3 separate regions of the Sus scrofa genome follow, and all the other regions are linked to region 2. A link is a contact called in public HiChIP or PLAC-seq data. All regions are on one chromosome and are shown on one strand. Each heading gives the region's core, a stretch centred on a gene start, on an enhancer-like site or on the middle of the called end of the contact. The rest is flanking DNA. Distances are from core to core; before and after follow the strand shown. Region 1 holds the start of IRF2BP2 (interferon regulatory factor 2-binding protein 2). Region 2 has its middle 120 kb from the start of TOMM20. Region 3 overlaps LOC102158473 (a long non-coding RNA gene).

Evidence for each region. HiChIP or PLAC-seq counts read pairs in DNA pulled down with a chosen protein or histone mark.
Region 1: an H3K27ac HiChIP or PLAC-seq map of alveolar macrophages shows a contact between it and region 2. The contact joins the promoter of IRF2BP2 here to the enhancer-like site in region 2. A contact is called at or near these places in 4 of 5 promoter capture datasets (fetal liver, fetal skeletal muscle, liver and 1 more), 22 of 47 Hi-C or Micro-C datasets (alveolar macrophages, blood, brain and 12 more) and 2 of 2 datasets of contacts at active chromatin or transcription factors (alveolar macrophages and skeletal muscle).
Region 3: an H3K27ac HiChIP or PLAC-seq map of skeletal muscle shows a contact between it and region 2. The contact joins two enhancer-like sites. A contact is called at or near these places in 2 of 2 datasets of contacts at active chromatin or transcription factors (alveolar macrophages and skeletal muscle).

The regions. Positions count from the first base shown.
Region 1 is chr14:56,544,136-56,549,062 of Sscrofa11.1, forward strand. It overlaps IRF2BP2 (interferon regulatory factor 2-binding protein 2), which reads left to right and starts at 1,657. Exons shown (of 2, transcript XM_021074288.1): 1 at 1,657-2,751; 2 at 3,389-4,927. The coding sequence starts at 1,749. The coding sequence ends at 4,104. It overlaps LOC110256820, which reads right to left and starts at 1,750. Exons shown (of 2, transcript XM_021073692.1): 1 at 1,345-1,750; 2 at 877-1,283. The coding sequence starts at 1,750. The coding sequence ends at 877.
Region 2 is chr14:56,233,268-56,237,564 of Sscrofa11.1, forward strand. No RefSeq gene overlaps it. Among named protein-coding and RNA genes, the nearest start is that of TOMM20, 120 kb to the left of the region's middle. Within about 2 kb of position 1,699, at least 56 of the 83 cell types and tissues checked have an H3K27ac peak or open chromatin away from gene starts, as enhancers often do. A contact at or near this core is called in alveolar macrophages, epiblast stem cells, fetal liver and 7 more, where this site is marked.
Region 3 is chr14:56,514,813-56,519,411 of Sscrofa11.1, forward strand. The region is part of intron 1 of LOC102158473 (a long non-coding RNA gene); the gene reads right to left. LOC110256878 (a long non-coding RNA gene) reads left to right here. Exons shown (of 3, transcript XR_002338951.1): 3 at 1,140-1,574. Among named protein-coding and RNA genes, the nearest start is that of IRF2BP2, 29 kb to the right of the region's middle. Within about 2 kb of position 2,054, at least 10 of the 83 cell types and tissues checked have an H3K27ac peak or open chromatin away from gene starts, as enhancers often do. A contact at or near this core is called in skeletal muscle, where this site is marked.

The DNA.
Region 1 (4,927 bases), core at 407-2,906, 310 kb after region 2:
CATCTCGCCTTCGCGCCAGGCGGGTTCGCACCCACCGGGGTTAAGCCCAACCCGGGCCTTGCCAGGGGCGCAAGGCTGCCACTGCCCCACCGCGGCGCCGGGGACGCCAGAGCAGCCAGCGGGGTAGCCGGTCGCTCGCCCCCACGGCGGGCGCGGGCCAAGCCCCGCTGCCGCTCGTGCCCGCGCCGCGCGCCACCTGGAGTCCAAGTTTGGCTCCGAGAGGCGGGGTCTGGAGCAGAGTCGCGGCGGGGGCGGAGCCTGCGCGGTGACGCGGCCGCGTTGGCCGCTGACCCCGGATCCCTGGAATGTGCATTCGTTCAATGGGGCCGCCAGTGCCAGCGGCGCCGAGTCACGTCCGCGCGGAGCGTGCGCACTCGGTGGCGGCGCACGCGGCCCCGCGCCCACGTCACGCGCCCGCCGCGCGGGCCTGCAGCAGGCGACCGGGATCCCCGCGTGGCCCGGCGGGCTGCGGACTGGGGAAGAGGGGGATCGGAACCTCCTCGGGCAGCGTACCCGCTCGCTCCCGGAAGGGCTCCGTAGAAGGGCGGGTGGACGCGGCCCTAGGCTTGGGCGCGCACCCTCCTGTTGTAAAAGTTTAGGGGACCGGCGGCGCGTGTGTCCTTCCCAAGACATGCGGGTGTAAAAGCACTCACCGAGGAGTTCAAATAAAGCTCCTTACAAAACTGTGAACAGCACTTGACTGAAAATCCCCATCCTCAAGATGCTACTAACAGAACCAGGTTACAGAGTGGCCTGGCTTTTCAAAACATGAGTTCTAGCACGGTTTGGCTCAAACAGCCCTAGACGAGAAGGAACTGCCTGAGCAGTCGAGGGAGCCGAGCGGGTGGAGGAAAGCAAGCCACACCAGCGACGGCTTCACGTCGGGGACACGAGCCGCGGCGCAGGCGGGTGGTGCTGACCCGCGGGCGGGCGCCGCGGAGCCGGCTCTCCCGGCAGCGCTCGTTCTCTGGCGGGGGGAGGGGGAGGGAGCGGGGGAGGGCGGGCGCGCGCGCGCGAGGGGAGGGGGCCCGCGCAGGCGCCTTGCGAGGCTGTCGAAGAATCAAGTCTGTAGAAGTGGAGCGGCCGCGGCGGCAGCAGCAGCAGCGACGGCGGCGGCGGAGCTGAGGCGGGCTGGGCGCTGAGGCGGGCGCTGGAGAGCGGCGACGCCAGGAGCTGTGAGAGAGCAGCGGAGCGACCCGGGCCCGTGCCGCGCCCGAGCTCCACGCCGCACGGCCGCCGCCGCCGCCGCCCCGGCGCGGCATGCCCCGCCGCTCGGGCTGAGCCTGCCCCGGCGGCCGCCCCCCGCCCCCCGCCCCCCCGGCCTCCCCGCCCCCCGCCCCGCACTCCGCGCCGGCCGCCGCCGCGACCTGCTGCGCTCCCCCGCGCCCGCGCGGCCCGTCTTCGCCCCGGTCTGGAGGCCCGCCGCGGCCCCGGCCGAGCCCCCGCCGCCGCCGCCGCCGCCGCGCCCGCCGCGCCGCGCCGCCCCGCCGCCCACCCGCGCCCGCGCCGGCCGGGGGGACGTGCTGCCGCGGCTGCAACCCCTCGCCCCGCGCCCGCCGCCCCTCGTGCACCGGGGGCGCTGCGCGGGCGCCGATCCTTCGCGGGCTTTGCCGCCGCCGCCGCCTTTGCGGCCGCCGCCGCCGCTGGTGGGGGAGACGCGGGGTTGGGGGGGGAGGAGGGCGCGCGTGGTGCCGGCGGGGAGCGGCGGCGCCCCCTCCTCCTCCTCCGGCGCCGCGGGCTCCTCGGACATGGCCGCGGCGGTGGCGGTGGCGGCCGCGTCCCGGCGGCAGTCGTGCTACCTGTGTGACCTGCCCCGCATGCCCTGGGCCATGATCTGGGACTTCACGGAGCCCGTGTGCCGCGGCTGCGTCAACTACGAGGGCGCCGACCGCGTCGAGTTCGTCATCGAGACGGCGCGGCAGCTCAAGCGGGCGCACGGCTGCTTCCCGGAGGGCCGCTCCCCGCCCGGCGCCGCGGCTCCGGCCGCCGCTAAGCCGCCGCCGCTCTCCGCCAAGGACCTTCTCCTGCAGCAGCAGCAGCAGCTCGGCCACGGCGGCCCCGAGGCCACCGCGCGCGCCCCGCAGGCCCTGGAGCGCTACCCTCTGGCAGCCGCCGCAGCCGAGCGGCCCCCGCGCCTCGGCTCCGATTTCAGCGGTAGCCGCCCGGCGGCCGGTCTGGCCCAGCCGCCAACGCCGCAGCCGCCGCCCGTGAACGGCATCCTGGTGCCCAACGGCTTCTCCAAGCTGGAGGAGCCGCCGGAGCTGAACCGCCAGAGCCCTAACCCGCGGCGCGGCCACGCCGTGCCTCCCACCCTGGTGCCGCTCATGAACGGCTCGACCACGCCGCTGCCCGCCGCTCTTGGCCTGGGCGGTCGCGCCGCCGCCTCACTGGCCGCCGTGTCCGGGGCCGCGGCTGCCGGGCTGGGCTCGGCGCAGCCGGCCGAACTGGGCGCCCACAAGCGGCCGGCGTCCGTGACGAGCAGCGCGTCGGCGGAGCACGAGCAGCGCGAGGCGGCAGCCAAGGAGAAGCAGCCGCCGCCGACCTCGCACCGCGGCCCGGCAGACAGCTTGACCACCGCGGCCGGGGCGGCCGAGCTGGGCACGGAGGGCGCGGGCAAGGGCCGCGGGCCCGGCGATCAGGACTGGGTCAACAGGCCCAAGACGGTTCGAGACACGCTGCTGGCGCTGCACCAGCACGGCCACTCGGGGCCCTTCGAGAGCAAGTTTAAGAAGGAGCCGGCCCTGACTGCAGGCAGGTTGTTGGGTTTCGAGGCCAACGGGGCCAACGGGTCTAAAGCAGGTAGGGGCGGCTGTGGAGTGAGGTGATCTCGGGGCGAAGAGGGGACGGAGAGCAGAGGAGGGGGTGCCCTTCCCATTCACCATTTCTCCCCCGGCCGGCCCAGAAACAACAAACACCCAACTTCCTGATTTGCCCGAGGCGGAACCAGTGCTTAGTGGCAACGTGTTCCTGTGCTGAAGTAGCACAACAGAGATGAGTCAGACCGGGCTGATAGGCACTGACACCGGGTTTTCCTTTCCCAGCACATTCTTGGAGGAGAGCAGGAGAGCACCAGTCACCTTTTAACCTGCTGGGGGACGTTAGCAGTCGTATGCCCGGTTTAGCCGGGCTACATGCTTGCGTGTGTCAGAATAGGCCGTTGTGTAGGAATCGTTTTCTGTGGCTTTTGTGTTTTTGAGTGGCATACTGCCTCAGCCCTGTAAGTTAAGTGTTTTAAGTTACACGTGCTCTTGAAAGCTCACGTGAGTTTTTATCTACCAGCTTTCAGAGAATAAAAATGCTTTAGCGAATTTTGTTTCATGTTAGTAAAAGGCCTTTCCGGTGCACCTTTATTTATTTTCTCTTTTCCCTTTTATTTCTCTTTTTCCAGTTGCAAGAACTGCAAGGAAAAGGAAGCCTTCACCAGAACCAGAAGGTGAAGTCGGGCCCCCTAAGATCAATGGAGAGGCACAGCCCTGGCTGTCCACATCCACTGAAGGGCTCAAGATCCCCATTACGCCTACATCCTCTTTTGTGTCTCCACCACCACCCACTGCCTCACCTCATTCCAACCGGACCACACCGCCTGAAGCGGCCCAGAACGGCCAGTCCCCCATGGCAGCCCTGATCTTAGTTGCAGACAATGCTGGAGGCAGTCATGCCTCTAAAGATGCCAATCAGGTGCACTCCACCACGAGGAGGAACAGCAGCAGTCCACCGTCTCCGTCCTCTATGAACCAAAGAAGGCTGGGCCCCAGAGAGGTAGGGGGCCAGGGGGCAGGCAGCACAGGAGGACTGGAGCCAGTGCACCCCGCCAGCCTCCCGGACTCCTCTCTGGCAGCCAGTGCCCCGCTGTGCTGCACCCTCTGCCACGAGCGGCTGGAGGACACCCACTTTGTGCAGTGCCCGTCCGTTCCTTCGCACAAGTTCTGCTTCCCTTGCTCCAGACAAAGCATCAAACAGCAGGGAGCTAGTGGAGAGGTCTATTGTCCCAGTGGGGAAAAATGCCCTCTTGTGGGCTCCAATGTCCCCTGGGCCTTCATGCAAGGGGAAATTGCAACCATCCTTGCTGGAGATGTGAAAGTGAAAAAAGAGAGAGACTCTTGACTTTCCGGTTTGAGAAAAACCCAATGATTACCCTTAACTAAAACTGCTTGAATTGTATATATCTCCATATATATAAATATATATATATATATACACACATATATATATATATATCCAAGACAAGGGAAATGTAGACTTCATAAACATGGCTGTATAATTTTGATTTTTTTTGAATACATTGTGTTTCTATTTTTTTTTTGACGACAAAAGGTATGTACTTATAAAGGCATTTTCTTCTTTTGTTAACGTTATTAGCATATCTTTGTGCTTTATCCTGGTTACCTTTCAATGTAGGCTGTGACTTGCGCTGCTTTTTTAGGGCACTTGGCAAATCAGAACTGCTTCTAGCTGTATTTGTATGCACTTATTTTAAAAAGAAAAAAAAAAGCCAAATACATTTTCTGACATTGTAAGATTGCCTTACCGTCTGTTATTCCTTATTGCTGGCCCCTTTCTCAGGCTGGAGGCCAATTGGTGGAGAAGGAAAGGAAATGAGCGGAAGGGGTACTGTTGTGAAGTGGACATGCCACTGGGAAATGTCACCATGTTTCCCCTCAAACATTCTCCTAAGAGTAATAGGACATGGATTTCGAATCTTTCTCGATTTTGTTCTTAAAGTTCAGTTGTTGGGCTGTTGAGGACTGCCTGAGAGTTGCTGCTGAGAGATTTTCAGGACTGTGTGGTTTTGGGGGGACTTTTTTTTTTAAGGCAAAGTTGACCACTGTTCACTGCCCACGTGATCAGTTGTAAGATTACAATGCTGCATGCTAGTTGGTTACATAATACACAATCCAGTGACTCAAGGCAGTGATAATGACTGGTG
Region 2 (4,297 bases), core at 449-2,948:
TGACAATGCCAGATCCTTAACACTGAGCAAGGCCAGGGATCAAACCTGTGTCCTCAGGGATACTAGTTGGGTTTGTTACTGCTGAGCCACAATGGGAACTCCCTGAATTTAAACAATTTTTAATGAAAGATATTTTTAAGTTGTCGCAAAAAGCACATAACACAAAACTTACCGTCTTAGCCATTTCTAAGTTTACAGGTCAAGTGGCTCTGAGTAAATTCATGTTGGGGGGCAACCACCATCCCCATCCATCTCCAGAACTTCTTCATCATCCCCAACTGAAACTTTATCCCCATTAAACTCCTTATTCCTCCCCCTCCCTGCCTCAGCCCCTGGTGTCCACCATTCCACTTTCTGTTTCTATGAATCTGACTCCTCTATGGACCTCACAGAAGCGGACTCATATAGTAGTTGTTCTCTTGAGACTGGCTTTGTTCATGTAACATCATCTCCTCAAGGTTCATCCATGTCGTAGCCTATGTCAGAATTTTTCCTCCTTTTAAAGGCTGTATAATATTCCACTGAATGGACTTACCACAGTCATTTTATCCATTCATCCACTGATGGACCCCTGGGTAATGTGAATGATGCTGCTAAGAACACAAGTATGCAATCAGTACTCAGAATATTTTATATTATGGCTTGACTCACACATTCCCTCATCATCTTCTGCTTTCTTAGTCCAGTGGTTTGATTCAAGTAAGGGTACAAGAAAGCAGGAATCATCTAGGCTGTTCCTCCCACACAGTCTAGGCTTTGAACTATTCTTTCCCATTTCCATGAGGCTTTCATTGAGGGAGTTAAACATTAGATATTTAAAGTTTTATGGTTTGGGAGTTAAGGTTAACTTTTTTTTTTTTTTCTCCTGGAGGGTCATCTGTTTAATCTCCACTTGACTTTTTTCAAATGCTGAAACTATGTTTTTGATTGAACATGAAGCCCTTCCCCCACCCCTTTGACGTTTATATGACCGAAGGTGGAAAAATAAGACCTTTGCTTATTAACAGAATGAATCAATCTCTTTCTCTCATGGGAAATTGAAAACAATTTGGAGACTCGTATAAACCTGAAATTTTCCTGTGCTATGAATTGGGTTGAACTTGCCTCGAGGTAAGATTTAAAGGAGCCTTAGCTGGGCTCCACAGACAATGATGGAGCCACTAGTATCACCGGATTTCACCCTCTGATTACATCACTTGTTCCAGCTGGAAGCGCCCAGCTCTCATGCGCTTGTACAGCCTCTTGCAGCATCTCCAGGGAGAGGAAAGCCGAGGCCCGGAGCCGTCTCAGCCTAGAGCCTTCAGGACTATCGCAAACACCTGCTCCATGAGCAAACTCTCAAAGGTGGTGGTGGTTTACTGTTTGGCTCTTTCTTCCTTTTTTCTTTGTATGTGTCAGATGTGTTTGGGGAAATTCCCCCCAAGACTGGCGCATGGTTAACACCTCCTTAGACCGTTTCACACGTTTCCCCCTGGAGATGGTGGGGCCCCGGGAGTTTCCAGCCAGCCCGATCTGGAGCCACTGGCTGGTGTTGGGGAGGCCTCTTTCCTGGGCCTGTTCACATCTGGTACTTGCCCCGCAGTCGGACACAGAGAATAAACAAAGCACAGAGACTGTTGCAAACAGGACTGCAGTGCTGAGAAGATACTTAGAAAAGTGGCCTCAGGCCAGCTCCTACTCTCTCCAAATATGCCAGGAATGCAGGGCTCAGAGGAAGGGGACAAAACAGCGGAAAGAAGGAAAGAGCATGGCCTGTCACTAGGGCACCCTCCCAGCCAGTCTCGTCGTCAAAACAAAGCGAAAGGAGACTCCTTGCCCCACATAAAAGTGGATCAGAACTGAAAAACAATTGCTATAAAAATTTGCATTTATTATTGGGCAAACAGCTGCCCAAACAAACCTCTTCATCTCCGGAGCATCCTTTTTTTGGAGCGAGGAAGCCGCTCAGAGGACCATTAAGAGTGAGGATTTATTTAAACCCATGCAGGGAGTGAGCAGAGCTGAGAGAGATAGAAATCTCCAGTCGCCAGCAAACTGCTTGGAGCCGGGGATTCTTTCCCCGTTTGAGACAAAGGACAAAAGGTCGAAGGGGACGTGGTGGGGGGAGGGAGAGGAGAACAAAACAAAAACAGGAAGTGGCCGGCTAGGGGCTCAGGGATTTTCCATGGGAAGGCGGGGAAGCCTGTCCGGATCATTAAAGAGAAAAAGGAAGAAAAGGGGCACCTCTGAAACTTCTGGAAGCTGCTTGAGGTGGTGAGAAATTGAGTTCTCAGGGGAGCCAGTTCATTGGAAGACAGCCAGATAGGAAGCCAAGGCCCTAGACTCAGCACTGGCTCATCCTTGGCCCGTCCCCAGGTCTCATGCTGCCTTCTGTTCTCTGCTAAAGAGACTTCATCACCTCTTGTGCCCCTTAAAGTTGTCCTGTGGGTCCTAATGCTGAAGTGGGAAAAGGGCCTGAAAGAATCCAGAAACCCCTCCCCGCCTCTAAGCAAGGACCCCCCCAAAGGATAATTCTGAGTATGTGGACACCTGGTGCTTAGCTCAGCTGTCATATTGTTGCCAAAACTCGGCCTCTGTCCACTGGTGCCAAATAGAAAACGTGGAGACAGAGTCTTAGGTGAAGGAGAAAAAGATAGCTTTACTGCTTTGCCAGGCAAAGGAAGCCACAGCAGGCTAAGGCCTTAAAGACTGTGCCTTCCTTTGAGAGAGGTTAGGAGGTAGTTTTATAGTTGGGGGAGTGGAAAATAGGGCCACAGATAAGAATCAGGACAGAGGCAAGCTTGCATTCTTTTTCCAAGCTGGTGTTTAGTGGCCCCAGGACTGGTTCCAGTGGTCCAGTGGAAAGAAGGCGGCTCCATCAGGGAGTTAACATCTTCCATTTGTTGGGGGTTTGAGTTCTGCAGAAGGGCTCAAAGATATAGTTATCTATAGTTCTTGAGGAAGGACCAGGACCCTGCCCCAAGGCTGCACTGTGGTCTCTTGACTGATCCTCCCTGGTCTCTGCATCCTCTCCCTTCCCGGACCCGCCACTGTTTGAACCTGCACTTTGGGACTCAGGGAAGGTCATGGAGGCTGAAGCTTATTCCCTAAAAACAAGAAATGGGGGAGACAGAAAGCTTGTGTGCCCAGGAGCCCCACAAGGCCCTGCTTGGTTACCTTATGACGGAAAAACCCATGTGTTACCTGCCTCTCACTTTTAAGACTAAATGACTCAGTTTGCTACCAGAATTTGGAAGGGGCTGTGTGAGGCTGGGGAGAGCTGTCTGCTGTCCTTTTTCAGCTTTAATTCTGCCCCTTCCTCCCTGTCCCAACCCTGGGCAGAAGTAGACTCCCCTAGAGTAGCACCTTGCCTTCTCCATCCAGCTCTGCCTTCTAAGGAGTGGATGAGTGAGGGTCTGTGGGGTGGGGGAGGGACAGGTCCTGGGTGAGGGTCCAATGGGGGAAAGATTCCTTGTTGTTTGTAAATCTCATCTTTTGTGCAAGAGCAGAGGAGGCCTCAGATCCTGATCCCACACTCTGGGCAGTGGCCCTCGAAGGGCTCGACTTAGTGCTACGTAGGATTTATGCTTCTTGAGTTGAGCTGAAGAGGTTTTTTTGCCAACAACGGGAGAAGAAAAAAAAAGAAAATATACAACGAAAAACTCTAGATCCTGCCTGGCCCCGTGTTGTCTTGAGATCTTGTTTGAGTCTCTAGCTGATCGAGGGAGACAGAATTTTATGCGAAAAGGGAAGAATGTGCCAACGTGTTTCTGACACCCTATATGCAAATGAGCCGGTCAAGTATACTGCAGGCGGCCACCAGAGGTCAGAGGTCGCTCTTCCCGTTCAACAATTACGTTGCTCAAAATAAACGGGACAGCGGGACAGCGAGCAGGACTACAGGAAATGAGTTGCAGCAACCTCAATTCATGTGTGAAAGTTTCCAATTAGGAATTCAAAGAAGTTGTTGTTTAATGAAAAAGTGCAACAAATTCCTTTCATGTGTTTCCCCACTTCTTTGGTGGTCTCTGGCGAAGAACTGGGTCCCTAGGCAGGAACCGGGCTGTCATTTGGTTCACAACTGGAAGCAGGAACTGAAGTGAGGGAAAAGGTGGTTTGAAGTCCAGGGGTTTGGCACACCACTGCCTGGGGCCAGATCCGGCCCACAGCCTCTTTTTGTAAATAAAGTTTTATTGGAACTCAGCCATGCCCATTTGTTGGTGGAATATCTATGCTGGCTTTCACAGTTCAAGGGTAGAGTTGAGTCAGTTTGGACAGAGACCATATGGTCTGCAAAGCCAAAATATTTATTTTCTAT
Region 3 (4,599 bases), core at 804-3,303, 280 kb after region 2:
CAAAACTTGAGAAATAATTTTCTTACACATATACTTTTCTCGTAGGAGAAATGGCCCTTAGGCCCAGACTCAAAAAGTAGTCATGTTTATTGTACACACAGCCCTAATCATTGTGATTTTCTCAAGTTCATGCCCAGAGTACTTTAGAAATAGAAAATGAGAAGTAGGGAGAGGGTTTCCTATAGACAGGCATATTAGCAAGAAGTAACTGCTGACACCCTAAAGAAGGGAGGAAATAGAAAAGTGTAAAAAGCAGACAGAAGAATTCTAGAAGGCCCAGTAACGTAGGGCCTCCTAGTATGTCTGCATATATACCCATCTACCTCCACTGCCTAAGCACACGACTTTATTATACAATAATATCAGAACGGGTTCTCATTATGACAATGTCAGGACCAAGAAAAGAAAAAAAGATGTTAAATAAAGCCTCCAGACTCTTTCAGAAAGCTGGAGAGGTTGAATTGCCTTTTTGGGGGGCAGCACCTGCATCATATGGAGGTTCCCAGGCTAGGGGTCTAATGGGAGCTGTTGCGACGAGCTTACACCACAGTTACAGCAATGCGGGATCTGCGACCTACACCACAGCTCAGGGCAACACCAGATCCTTAACCCACCAAGCGAGGCTAGGGATGGAACCTGCAACCTCATGGTTCCTAGTCGCGTTCGTTTCCACTGCGCCACGACGGGAACTCCTGAATTACACGTTAGAAAGTTTTCTGCTCAAAATGTCTTTCCTTTCCTTTCTTTTCCCTTCCTTTTCTTCCTTCACTCCTCATTCTTTTGCTTTGAACGTCAAGCTCTCAATGGCCCAGAACCCCACTCTCTAGAACGGTTACTTTCTCAAAGAGAGATGGGATTTCACGGTGGCCATGCTAATAGGTGCCATATATAGATGTGTGATTATTACATATTGTGTGATTAGTATTAGTTCATATCCTTTAAAAGTCGTCTCATAGTTGTTCTATTTCTGAACAGTTGAACCATTGTTAAAGATACTTTTACTTGGAAAGAGAAGAAACAAAGCAAAACACGAATGGAGGGGCTAGGTTGGAATGAACATCACCTTACTAGTGCAGCGGGAGGAGGGCTTACTTAAGGAACACACAAAATTTCACTGTCTCGCTGGTTTGTACTTTCAGCCCAGCTCACAGACAGACCTCCACAACGGCTCACTGCCACCAGAGCTTTTCTTTCAACTGATGAAAAACTGAAAGAAAAAGCTAAGTCTCCTCCCCATGTGATATAGAAGAGATGTTGGCACATTCGCATTTTCATAAGGAAAAACAAGTTGAACTGCGGCAACTCTGGAAGTCAGTCTCATCAACTGCACCCTCCTTTCGCACACGGCAGACTCCTGCGCGCACCCACACTCCTTACGTGGGAACCTCGTCATGTATGGAACGTGTAATATCTGTCAGCGCTGCCCTTTAATGAGCGATTCCTATGAGCCAGGCAGGGGGTCAGAGGGCAACATGCCCCCTGCCTCCCGTGAGGAAACTGAGGCTTGAGAAGTTTAAGCACATGTTTTTAAAAACATGAAGCTCACAAAAAATAGAGATGGCATTTTATTTATTTATTTATTTTTGCTTTTTAGGGCTGCACCTGCAGCATATAGAAGTGCCCAGGCTAGGGGTCAAATCTGAGCTGCAGCTGCCAGCCTACACCTCGGCTACAGCAATGTGGCATCCTTAGCCCACTGAGTGAGGCCAGGGATCGAATCTGCATCCTTATGGGTACTAGTCAGCTTCATAACTAGCTGAGCCACAACGGGAACTCCTTCCCCCTTCACCCCATCCCAAAGTCACTTCTTAACCCACTGGGCCAGGAAATCTCCCAGCGAGGCTTAAATGTTTATCTCTGCCAATGACTCTCATTTTCCCAAGAGCAGGGAGGGTTGGGAAAACAGCCACTTTACAGGTAAAGACCTGGGATGTGCAGTGTGATCACCAGGCACGCTGCTGCCATGTGAATGGGCACGTGGCCTCTCTGAGTGTCTGGGAAAGCCACATGCCAGGCCTGGGAAAGGCCACAGTGGGAAGAAGGCACATCCAGGGCGGGTGGCTTTTGCAGCAGAAACCACCTGCTTAGATGCCTCCCTGCCACTCAGAGGCTCTCTGCAACAGTGGGGAAATGTTGCCAGTCAGGCGCATGCTTTCCAGTGGCAGCTGCCCGTTAACAAACTATAGTGACCTTGGCAACACGTCCTGAACACAGGCCACCGGCGTCATACAGCAGTCCTCTGTGACGCAAGGGCACAGCCAGCCCTGACGACTGTTCAGGGACTGGGCAGGAGAATTCCAGGGCCCCTGCTTTTTCCTACTTTGAGATACTTAGAAGACGTAGATAAAGCAACTGGAAAACAGAAATGTGTAAACTGGAGAGAGAAAGGGAGAGGAGAAGGGATTGACTTTGGAAATCATCAGCCTGTCCAACTAACATACAGAGAAATATAACAACCATTGATCAAAGTATCAAGTTGTCAGCGCTTAAAGAGAAGGCTATGAAAGTCCAGAGCTGTACAGCTGTATAACAAACCAAGCCTCTTGGACTAACCGAACTTCCTTCCGAGACAAAACAACAGAAAATGAGGCATCCAGGAGATCATGATGGGAACTTGCAAAAACTTTGCCCCATGCTTCAGTGAGGCTGGGCGAGCAGGTGAGCCTGGGTCTTACACACTTGGGCAAGGCTTAGATTCCTTGGCAGTTTGCTTGGGCAAATGTGCCCAACCTTTAGGCATGTCTCATTCCTCAGTGATATGTGACATTCACGAGTACCCATAACAGGATCTTCTTGCCATCATTGTCCAGACAAGATGGGCATGATTTCATTTTGGGCATGCATTCAATGGCCAGCACATAAAAGGGGGTAGATAAGCATTGGTCGAGTGACTCACACGGGCTCTGTAAATATTCGTTCATTGACTGAGTCATCAATGAAATAGTATTTAATCATAATTCTCCAGCTCACTACATTAAAGCCAAAACTTGGTGTCCACGTTTCTTTTTCTTCTTTTTTCAATGGCTGCACCCATGGCATATGGAAGTTCCCAGGCCAGTGACTGAATCCAAGCTGCAGCAATGCTGGATTCTTTTAACCAAATGTAGCAGGCCAGGGATAGAACCCGAGCCTTCGAAGTGACCCAAGCCACTGCACTCAGGTTCCTAATCCACTGCACCATAGTAAGAACTCCTCGGTGTCCAGGTTTCTGACTTATGGAGAAAGAGTCTATCATTTTAAAGGAATATACATAAATATAAGAACCTTAAAATTAATATTTCTGACATTAAAAAGTAATACAGGCTCACTGTAGGAAAATCTTAAAATACTAGAAAATGTAAATAACCAGAAACAATCGCTTGTAACCTCATAATCCTGCCACGAGAGATAATGAGTTAACATTTTGGTGTAGTTCTTTTCAACCATTTTCTATACATATACATAGACAAACTTACACATTTAAAATTATAACTATGTGGACTATTTCATTGTGAATCTGCCTTTTTCAATGCTGGGCATTTTCCTTTATCAACAACTATCTCTGAAAATATGATTTGTAAATATGTATACAGCATTCGTCACATAGATGGACTATGATTTATTTAACCATTTTCTTATTTTTGTACATGGATTTTGTTTCCAACTTTTTCTATATTATAAATAATGCTTCAGCCAACATACTTATTTATAAATCACTTTTGATAATATACTTATGATTATTTTCCTAAGACAGCTATCTAGAAGCAGAATTTCGAGAGCAAGGGATATAAGTACTTTCACAGCTCTTTTGACACAGTTCTTAAAAAAAAAAATTTTTTTTTGTCTTTTGTTTTTTTAAGGCCATATCTGTGGCATATGGAGGTTTCCAGGCCAGGACTTGAATCGGAGCTGTACCCTCACAACAGCCACAGCAATGCAGAATCCAAGCGGCATCTGCAACCTACACCACAGCTCACAGCAACGCCAGATCCTTAAACCACTCAGCGAGGCCAGGGATCGAACCCATGTCCTCATGGATACTAGTCAGGTTCGTTAACCATTGAGCCATGACGGGAACTACTTAAAATATTTTTTAAAACTCTTTTTACCACATGTAAGGACTAAGATCTAAAGGAAGTTATGGGGAAATATGACAGGTTTTTGGTTTTTAGTTTGCTTGTGTTTGCCTCATTTCCGTTAGCTCAGGCCAGGGTAGGGATTTGTCATCTTTAGAGTTGAGAATCCCTGCTGCTCATCAAGTTTCCCCCTGTGTCTCAAGACCACTCGCCCGAGAGGTTCCTCTGTTGCCTAGGGGCTGTGTTGTCTTGCCCACATTTGGGGGCCTGGGACCTATGGTTCAAGGTCACCCTGGTGGACCCTCCGCAGAACCAGGAATTTCTCTGCAGAGCTGATTTCAAGGCTAGACACACACTAAAACCAAAAGCCAACTGTCTTAAAAAAAGCAAATAAAAATACACAAGAAACATTGATTCTGTTGAATTAAAAACTAGATTATTTCCTGACTTTTGTATTTCTTTCTACCCGTTCTTCCCAGCATTCTGGCAGGTTTCCGGAATTTCAAGGGGGCATTTTAGTCAAAGCTGTTGCTTCCAAAAAAAA